2 separate regions of the Gossypium hirsutum genome follow, and region 2 is linked to region 1. The links are chromatin contacts, called in public Hi-C maps. All regions are on one chromosome and are shown on one strand. The core of a region is the stretch at or near the end of the contact, and the rest is flanking DNA. Distances in the headings are between cores, read along the strand shown. Region 1 holds the start of LOC107928688 (sulfiredoxin, chloroplastic/mitochondrial). Region 2 has its middle 14 kb from the start of LOC107928695.

What was found. Hi-C and Micro-C count contacts between places; a contact is called where the count stands out from the background.
Region 2: a Hi-C map of leaf shows a contact between it and region 1, with 1.9 times the contacts expected there. The contact joins the enhancer-like site here to the promoter of LOC107928688 in region 1. A contact is called at or near these places in 5 of 34 Hi-C or Micro-C datasets (callus, fibers, hypocotyl and 2 more).

What each region holds. Positions count from the first base shown.
Region 1 is chrA12:9,001,801-9,007,225 of Gossypium_hirsutum_v2.1, forward strand. It overlaps LOC107928688 (sulfiredoxin, chloroplastic/mitochondrial), which reads right to left and starts at 3,281. Exons shown (of 5, transcript XM_016859942.2): 1 at 3,142-3,281; 2 at 2,824-2,981; 3 at 2,405-2,438; 4 at 2,093-2,186; 5 at 1,775-2,001. The coding sequence starts at 3,211. The coding sequence ends at 1,986. LOC107928675 (14 kDa zinc-binding protein) reads left to right here and starts at 3,244. Exons shown (of 6, transcript XM_016859932.2): 1 at 3,244-3,555; 2 at 3,637-3,741; 3 at 3,923-4,009; 4 at 4,325-4,472; 5 at 4,763-4,880; 6 at 4,965-5,230. The coding sequence starts at 3,503. The coding sequence ends at 5,032. It overlaps LOC107928659 (chaperonin 60 subunit alpha 2, chloroplastic), which reads left to right. Exons shown (of 9, transcript XM_016859919.2): 7 at 225-475; 8 at 589-789; 9 at 939-1,540. The coding sequence ends at 1,226.
Region 2 is chrA12:9,039,745-9,045,042 of Gossypium_hirsutum_v2.1, forward strand. No RefSeq gene overlaps it. Among protein-coding and RNA genes, the nearest start is that of LOC107928695, 14 kb to the left of the region's middle. Within about 2 kb of position 3,502, at least 2 of the 9 cell types and tissues checked have an H3K27ac peak or open chromatin away from gene starts, as enhancers often do. A contact at or near this core is called in leaf, where this site is marked.

The DNA of each region.
Region 1 (5,425 bases), core at 2,031-4,530:
TGTTTTGCATGCTACCTTTTTCTTTTCATCATTATAATGTCTAATTTATATGTTGAATTCCCCTAAATCTCCCTGGTGCCTCATTTTATCATCTGAAATTATGAATGTTTCGTTTCATATGCTTGTGACGATTGTTTTATATACATTGCAATATGACAAGTGTTTCTTCATTGCTGCAATTAGTTTTATGTGCTGGCAAACTGATATAATTTCTGTGTCATTAGGAGCTGATTTTCTTTCTGGTGATTTCGGTATGATGCTTGCTGCTGCAACTTCTGATCAGCTTGGTGTTGCACGGAAAGTGACTATAACAAGCAATTCAACAACCATAGTTGCTGATCCTTCTACTAAAGCTGAAATCCAGGCAAGGATTATGCAGATAAAAAAGGATGTAGCAGAAACTGATAGTGCATACTTGTCAAGAAGGCTCTCAGAAAGAATTGCTAAACTCTCTGGTGGTGTGGCAGTCATTAAGGTTTGCAATCATGACACAGTGTATACTGAAATTGAAATGCATAACTCAATGTTTTACCATACCCACATCTTTTTCTGCTTCAAATTGTTAAATACTTTGCATCACAACTGTAGGTAGGAGCGCATACTGAGATGGAACTTGAAGACCGTAAACTAAGAATTGAAGATGCAAAGAATGCTGCATTTGCTGCCATGGATGAAGGGATAGTACCTGGTGGTGGTGCAACTTATATACACTTGTCAGAGCACATTCACACAATAAAGAATTTAATGGAAGACTCAGATGAACAGATTGGTGCTGATATTGTAGCAAAAGTATGTGACTCCTTGAGATAACTTTATTTTGGAGTCTACCGTCTATTTGTATGTATTGAGAAGTTATTGTCTATTGCTTTTTCATTATATTTTTGGTGTTATTAGATTGATTACTGGATTAAATTTTGAAATTTTTGTCTGGACTGCAGGCACTCCTTGCACCTTCAAAAGTAATTGCAACTAATGCAGGTGTTGACGGAGAAGTTGTAGTGGAGAAGACTAGAAAGCTCGATTGGAAAATTGGCTACAATGCAATGTCAGGAAGATATGAAGATCTAATCAACGCGGGAGTTATAGATCCTTGTCGAGTTTCAAGGTGTGCCTTACAAAGTGCTGTCTCTGTTGCTGGGGTAGTTCTAACCACTCAAGCTATAATGGTAGACAAAATAAAGACACCCAAGCCAGTTGTCCCTCTTGTCCCAGGAATTAGTCCTTGAATAAAAGGGAATAAAAGGGAGTAAAAGAAGATAGTGGTAGGTTAAAGCTGAAGAAGAAGCTAAAATCTGTATTTGCAATGGTTGAAACCAAGCTGTAAACTGGTTGGCTTGGTTCTCGAGAACCAAAATGGATTTTATCATGTGAGCCTCAAATACCACGGTATATGGGTGCCTACTGAATTGCTTCCTTGTAGCTGCTGTACATTGTATTTTTCCTGCATCCCCAGCAGCCAGCAGCTCAATTTATTTAGCTGTTTGTAAATTTTATCATAAAGTAATGTAAAAGAAACGTCCTGAAACGAGATGATTGTGAATGTTCATTCCATTGGCATTGTTGTTATTAAATGCATTGCATGGAACATGAAAAGCATGTGGTTTCCTTGGTCGCCTCTCTCATGCCATTTTTCGTTGTAATGTTTTTTGGTTTTACAGAGCTACGTTTCATTGTCTTAGTGTTAAAAACCATTTCCTGGTATTCAAAGGGTAAATTCAGTTCTTTTAATAGTATAGGCCTATGGACAATAGATTTAATATGATCGTTTGACACATTGCAGGAATGTTCTCTTTACTTCTTTCCACTGAAAGGCAATATTTGTGTATACACACACTGTATATGACTATCGTTTATCGCTTGCTGTGAAGTTGTTTGAAACATTTAACATACAAACTTGATTATAGGTTGAGAATAAACAACTTCCAACCAGCTAAGAAGTGCATAATGAAAGTTGTGAAATGCACTTTAAGAGCATATACTTCCATTCAACGAAGATGATGCCTGCAGAATGAAAGATCATGGTTTTTTAGGTAGAGATTGCAAGTAAAAACAGATTTGATTTTAAACAAAAAAGAACTGAGCAAAGTAGAACCTGAGAGTTTCTTTGGTTCCTCGTCGAACTTTGCAACGGATTGTTGGGAGCCCAAGGCGCTGGTGAGCTTCATACCGATGACAACCAGAGAAACCTGTACAATTATAATACATGTAAGTTCTACTCTCCGTGTAGAACTTTGAAACATATGAAATATTTGATATATAAAGTAGTATCCATGGGATATGTTCCCTTTTATCTCAGTCTTCTTCTATGGTCTTCGTTTTCTTTTGATGATTACTTCCAAAAGCAGCCAACAATCGAGTGGTTTAAAATTTAAGAAATTAAGTACATGAGCATTGGAGCACATACCATAGTAAACTCCATCAACTTCAAGCACATCGATCTGCAATTGCATATAATCAGCAAAAAACAAAAAAGACTTGGATTTCACCAAATAGTAGTTTAGTATTTACATGATAACAGCACACAAGTAATTAGAAAATAAGGAATTAAATTCATAAGGAAAATCCTATTATACATCTACGTACCATTGATGTAAACCAGATCCAGTATCTTATACTTTGTCCAGGTCAAAGTATCCTGGACCTTTGACTCTTATATACTGGGATTCAGACTGAGGTGCGTGTAAAAGGATACTTGGAAAATAGAATCAAGGTGATTATTCGTGATCAGGGAAGTATATGTCCTAGAATTGTTCTTTAAAGCATTCTAACCCATTGCATTTACGTACTGAAAGCAAACAAGAAACCAAAAAGAGAAAGGGTTACAGGCACTTGAAGTCCAATTTGTCGAATGCTGTCCATGAGTTCCTGGACTTTGTTAGGATCATTTGATCTGGTGCGCATTAGGGGTCTCCTAATCTTATCAAGTGGAAGCTCCAAGATCATTGGCCCCCCATTTTGTGAGCCACTACCCGGAGGAGCCCCTTTTTTCATTCAATTCCAACAAACAAGAACCAAATCAAATACTTGTGCAATTGTGAAATGCTCAATACTATTATGCCAACATCAGTAATCCCAAGGCTATTCCTTTCGAAAAGATATGATCTCATTAAAAATGTTGGAAAACAGAGAAAAGTTGAGTACCGTTTGACGAAGCATGAACGGAGAAGCTTCTCAAGTTGCCGGTGGGCAGTCGCAGAACAAAGCTGGCCATTGTTTTTTAGCCTCTCAGTCTCAGTTGTAGGTGTTGCCTTGTTGAAATGCCTTTTAGTCTTTTACCCATCCCAGCAAGAGACCTAGAATTTAATCAGAGCCACACAAAAATGTCCAAAAAAAAATCAGAACCACACCAACTTGTTAAGCTTCCATTATTGGAGTGGCCCAAAAACATTGAATAGCCCAGATCAGGCCTATCATCAGAACCAACCCCAGTTAGCGATTACTTTTTTTAGTTCACTTTCACAGTTTTCCCTTTTTAGTAAAAAACACCTGGGAGAAGCAGAAAATGATATTAGCCCAAAAATCTATGGCTGCTTTCACCTCTTTCTCTTTTCTTCGGTACTCTTTTATCTGTTTATATTTTGTTAATGTTAAGGACAGATTGATAAAGTATTGATTCTGGGTATTTGATTTGGACAGTAATTATGCAGCGACTGGAAGGATTGTTGCAATTGTGAGAGCCTCACCACGACTCTCTTCTTCTCCCACCTCCATCAATTTTCTAACACCAAATCACTCACGCAGGTATTTTTCTTTTCTTTTTAGTTGGCTGATCAATGAAATGGGGGTAAAGAGAAGGTTTAATTAGGTTCTAATTGTAGTTTTTTTGGTAGTCCAGCCAGCCAGAGAAGTGAAGAAAAGCTGTACAGATTATATGTTGAATTTTTATTGGCCTTTCTTGATACCTTCGAATCACTCTTTGTAGATATCTATGTCGTGCTAGTGCTACACATGATGAAGAGGCTGCGGCAAAGGCAGCTGCAATCAATGCTGATAATGGAGCTCCAACCATGTATGTATCATCCTTAACACCCTGCTTTGAATTCACATTCCAGTTCTAGCCCGGAATTTGTTATGTATTATGTCGTTGGACCTATATCCGTTTGGAATTTCATCTCCCTCTTAATAAGAGTTTCAGGAAAAAAAAATCATAACTTTGGGAATAACTTGAGTTTTAAGCAAGCCATTTGTAATTTTGAATTGCTAAAATTTAGACAGAATTGGTTCTGCTGATAACTTCTCTATGAAATATTGAAGAACCGGGTCACATTGATTCTGCTGTTTATAATTATACTGGTTGTTGATTCTTTTTTCCCTTCTCATTCAGATTTGACAAGATCATAGCTAAGGAAATTCCTTCAACCATCGTGTATGAAGATGATAAAGTCTTAGCATTCAAAGACATCAGTCCGCAGGCTCCTGTTCATGTTTTGGTGATTCCAAAGTTTAGGGATGGGTTGACACAGCTTGGAAAGGTGTGTTCTAGGCCTGTTATCTATCTAATTTGTTTTATTTCTGTTGTATAACTTGGCTGGACTGAATGTGAATTTTGCTGTTTTAATTGATTAAGTTTACCTTCGCAATCATATATACAAAAAAAAAAGTTCACCGTTTTCTGCATTTTAACCACGTGTAAATGATTCGGATGAACTTAGAGAAGAACTATCTGCGTACCTGATCCATAAACCTTGCTTCGGTTTTTCTTGAAGCAGTTTCCCTAGATGGAATACTGACCTGGTTTAAATTTCTGGTTACAATTTGTCAGGCTGAACAAAGGCATGGAGAGATACTGGGTCAACTTCTTTATGCTGCTAGAATTGTTGCTGAAAAGGAAGGCATTCTTGATGGGTTTCGGGTTGTTATCAATAATGGTCCTAGTGCCTGTGAGTTATTATCTTAAATCCATAGTTTTGACTTGTTTTGTAGATCAAGCTTCTCACTTGTGTTTATACCTCATTCTCTCTCAGGTCAATCGGTTTATCATCTTCACTTGCATGTCCTAGGTGGGAGACAGATGAAATGGCCACCTGGTTAAAGAGTTGAATTACTTAACGTATGCTTTTATCAAAAAAAAAAGAGAATTACTTAACCTATGCTTGGAACTTTATGCCTTACATTTCATTTGTTCTATCTCTACCCTCTTATATTCTCATTTCTAGAGTTTGAAATGGCCTAATGTACTTTGAACCTAAAACCTTGGAGAGATGATGAGAAGATTCGGTTTGGTGGTGAAGTTAATTCTTCCATTTCTAAAAAATCGGATCAGGTATGGAGCACTTGGCATTGGCCGGCTCCTATGGTTGGAAACTTGTGACAGGGTTAGACTAGGGCCTGAATAAAAAGCTAGAAAGGTAGAAGAGGATGGTATCATGTTAAGGGTGAGAATACAAGTTTGAAAACCCCTTTAAGCAAACCAACTTCAATCTGT
Region 2 (5,298 bases), core at 2,252-4,751, 38 kb after region 1:
AAAAAGGATTGGTGGCGACTCCCGTTTTAATTTTCACTTTCAAAACCAAAGTCGATCCCTGTTTAAAAAAAATGGTTACGACACACATGCTTGACTATTTCTTCCCTTAGTTCACAAATAAGACATTGGCTCACCATTACAATCCTTTTGTTTTGTAATACCTTTAAAATAGGCATGTAACTATTTGCTATTCTCCACAATGTAATTTTTATTTTGGTAACATATAAATTCCAAAGCTTAGTGTAGAAAGATTTGGGAAGTGTATTTTGTAATGCTCTATCATAATTTAGAATGTCTGTATCCTCAGCCATAATCCACTTATACCCACTTTTCACTGTATATACCCCACTATTGTCACCTTGCCATACCTGTTCATATACTTGTACACTATTGGATAACGAAATTAGCAAGATCGTCTGCACATCATCTTTTTCAAACTGACTACGAACTATGTCTACTTTCCAGATACTCTCACTTGCATTGATTAGATATGATATTTTGTATAACCAGTATTAATTATTTTCACTTGTACCCTCCCTTGGCCAAGTATTGGAAACCAAACATCATTCCGGATGTTAATTTCAGTTCAATCCCTACTCCAGCAACATCCGTGAGCTTTAAGTACTCCTCTAGGTAAAAGAAGGGTAAAAACCCAAATTAGCCGTCATGAAGTCCCCATTTGGATAATGCTTTTCTTTCATCACTCTTGCTAACAAACTGTTTGGATTCGTGATTAACCTCCAACCCTGTTTTGCTAATAAAGCCATAATAAATTTGGCTAAATCCCTAAATCCCAATCCACCGTGTATCTTTGGCCTACATACTAGTTTTGATTGACACTAATGAATCCCTTTATTGGTATTAACATTACACCACCAAAATTTGCAAATTAAGTTCTCAAACTCACGATATATATAACTTGGTAATAAAAAACCAATGCATTGCATAGATCGGTATTGCCTGCAAAATGGACTTAATAAACACTTCTTTCCTTCAGTCGAGAGTTGTCTTGTACTCCAAGCCTCCATTCTCCTAAACAATTTCTCTTTAAGCCCTACAAAAGCATTTCTCTTCCGACATCCCACCATAGTTGGCAACCTAAGATATTTTGCAAGGTTGTTAGAAATCCTTACTCCAAGTAGCCTACCAATTTGATCTCGCATCTCAACCAACACATTTCCATTAAAATAAATAGGGGACTTATCAAAATTAACAAGTTAGACTAGCACCATTTCATACTCTTTCACAATCCTCTTAATTGCATTTACCTCTTCTTCATTTGCGTTGGCAAACATTATATGTTCATCTACAAAAAATAAGTGTGTTACCTCCAATTTGCTTCATCCCACCTTTGCCTCCTAAACAAACCATCATTCTTTGCTAAATTAAGAATAGGTATGGGCTTAACGAATCTCTTTATCTCAACCTCTTAGAAGGCTGAAACACCTCTTCTTGAACCCTATTGGGCACCACAAAATAAGAAACCAATGTAACACACCTCATTACCAAATTAATTCGCTCCATACAAAATCCCATCTGTGTCATCATTCTCTCTAGAAAAACTCATTTCACTCGATCATAAGCCTTAATCATGTCTGACTTTAGAGCAAAAGACCCTTTAGATTCCATATGCAATCAAAATATTATTTTTATTTTTTCTTCTCGACACAAAAGCACATTAGACTTCACCAATACAAACGTCTAACACACGTCAAAATCTATTGACCACCATTTTAGAGATTAACTTATATAGAATGTTATAAAGACTAATTGGGCGAAATTAAGTCATATTAGATGGCATATTACCTTTGGTATAAGAAGAATATTCGTATGATTAATCTTACCCAAATCTTCTCTATTATTCAAAACATCAATGCAAAATTTTGAAATATCCCTTTCAATGATACGCTAATACTTTTGATAAAAAAGAACCAAAAAAACATTCTCACCTGAAGCTTTCAATGGAGCCATACACTTAATTGCATTCAAGACTTCCTTAGCCTTGAACTCTACTATTAGATATTTATTCATGCTTTCCATAACACATTGTCGGACCCTCGTTAAAATGTGATCACAGTCCTATACCTCACTAGCCGTAAACAAATTCTTAAAGTAAGAGGTTGCCACTCCCATCACCCTCTTTTCATCTTTAACCCATTCTCCATTCCTATTGTACAAACCTTTGATAGTATTCCTCTTTTTTTTTATAAGAAGAAAAGCTATAAAAATAAGAGGTATTTTGATCCCCAAACCGAAGCCAATTCACTCTAGCTCATTGTTCCCAAAAAGCCTCCTCCTTATCAGCTTCCATATTTAGTGCTAGCTTGATCTTAGTCAACTTTCCCAGCGCTTCTTCATCAAATTTTCATTATTAAGTTCAATTAACCGATCATTCAACATGGACGTCGAACATTTCTTGTTCATTTTATTCATTTTCGCTCACCCACCAATTGCGGACCCAAGGTTGTCCAACTTCAACGGAACCTCCACACTACTTGTCTCCTACACCCTCTTTACTTCCTCCTAAAAATCTTCCTTCAAAACCCAATTTGCGTTAAACCAAAATTGAGGTTGCTTTGTCACCTACCTATTTTTTCTCATGTCATCGGTATCTACCACTATCTGGTAATGATCCAATATGGAGTGAGTAAGATGTTTAACGTAATAACTAGGAGAGATACGCTACCATTTTGGATTAGTCACTCCCTAATCCAACGTTTCCCTATATTATTCTTTATAAGACGACCTCTCTCCCATTTAAACCACTGACCAGAAAGACCTAAATCAACAAGCTAACAATCCTTTAATACCATCCGAAAAGCCAACATATTATTCTCATTTCAAACATGTCACCATCTATTCTCAAAAGAGAATATTATCTCACTAAAATCCCCTATAACTAACCACGACAATGAGTTATTACCATTTAACAGACGAATCAAATTCTACGACTCCTTTCGACACCTTTCATCGTATGCACCATAAAAACCATTCAGTCTCCTCAGAATCATCCCCTCACCCTCACATGTTTCTACATCAATGTGTGACTTCGAGTAGCTCATTAGTTGAACACTATAGTCCTTTGTCCAACCTAATGACAAACCTCCTCATGATCTGATGGCTTCAACCTTAATCCCATTCATAAACCTACATTTCTTTCTAAACCTTTCCATTCTCTTTGCACTTAACTTTGTCTCTATAAGAAACAAGAGATGGGGCTTGATATGTCTCAGCTTGATTTTTAGATGATTAACTGCCCATGGCTGTCGTAACCCACGAACATTCTAATTGATGGTCTTTATTGTACTCGACCAATTTGCTTAACAACGATCGTCGATATCTCAGAAGGAATTCCCAAATTCGTTGATTCAATATTACTAGAAACAACAAGATTTACTTATTTTTTTTTTTGCCTTTTCTTGCTGTCAACTACTTCAATTGGACTATCCTCCATATCCGAGCCCAAGTCCATCTGCCCATCTCTATCTAACCTAGATGTTGACCCAGACTTTTTAGCATATCTAAAACACTCATTATCAAATTGCAGCTATTCCCCAACTTTTGTATTCGGATAAAGTCCACTTTTCTCGCCCCTTATCTGATAAGACCAATGTGTTTGGATATCTCCAAATTTCTTCCCTTCTTTATCAACATTCACTTCTACTCCTGTCGGAACATTTCCATGGCTATTGCCCCTCAACCACTTACTGACCTTTGACGAGGCCCTCCTAGGCATTGCCCTTAATGAAATATCCCAACTGAGATCCACCTCTTGTGATTTTAATGTTAATCTAACCAAGCAAAAACCTTCACCATGCCCCAACTTCTCACATAGAAAACAAGATAGTGATAGTTTTTCATATTGAAAAACTCTTTCTCTTATCTTTGTGTCTCACTTGAGTTCCATAGAATATTTCGTCCATCAATTTAATCACTTATGGTTCTCGATCTATTGGATGAACCGCTTCTAATCTCATCACTATCAACAAATTCCAATTTAAAATAATTGGAAGAGTGGAACTTATTTAAAACAACTATCCCATAAAACAAAGGAAAAACAACTATTCCATAAAGGAAGAACATCATAAACACTAGACAAATTTACACTTTAAGCCAATACAATTTATGTTATTTAATTATATTAAAAACACTACAACTTTCTTTTATCTGCTCATAAAAATCATCACACGCAAAAGATATAGTATTTATTATATGTTTTATCTTCACGTGCAAGTCATGTGTTTTGAACTAGTTGCTAAAACAAGGTATCAATGGTGAATCTGGCCGTAGATTTCTATACAACTTGACGAATTTAGAATTGCCAAAAAATGTTCCAGAATCTATTAAGCATCAATAGGATGGCATAAATAATAATATGTTATTATTTAAAATATCATCATCAAAGTCAAAACTAAATAGGTTAAATTTTAAGTATTTTGATAAATTTTAAGATTTCGGCCTTCTACCTAAAAAGCTAGAAATTAAGTTCTTCAATTATTTTGACTTAAAATTTTCAGTTCAATCATTAAAATCACAAGTATTTTCAATCAAAAATTTTTAATTTAACATGTTAATTAAGTTGTCTTCATGTGACGTGTCATATGATTGATGACAAATAAATATGTTAAGTCAACAAAATCTAACAAAAGTCATCAATGATTAGATTAAGATTTTTTAAATTGAAAAATAAAAAGATTAGATTTTTTTACTCAAATTTTATAAAAGTACAAGGAGTAATATCATATTTTAAGGAATGAAATATGTCAAATTAGGGACTTGAGTGGCCTTTCTCTCATCTGCAGGCGGTGGTTGGGTTTTGACTTATATATGTACACATATTTAAAAAGTAAATAGCGCGTGTGGAAGATTGAATAGGAAGACCAAACATTTGATATATTCTATACAAAGTACTAAGGACAGGAACTTATATGATATAATATTATAATTTATAGTGATAGGAAAATTAATATAAAGCAAAGTTGGTTTTAAGTAACTAACAAAAATTATAAAATAAAAGGAAAACAAGGCAAAGTTTGGGGGAAGTAAGATGCAAGGAAATTGATCTTTTATTTCAACTAACTGTTTACTGATTCAAAGTTTGATATACCATTTGGTAAACAATTATTAATGTCGTTTTTTGAGTGGCTTGTTAGGTATGCTGAGACTGCTATAAAAACCGATCTAATTGCGGCTACTTCCTCATTATCGAATTATCAGCCCCTTGAAAGGTTAATGTACGGTACGTACCGTTTGGAAACATGAAGGTAAGTCGCAAAACGTGCAGCATGCAGGGGCAAT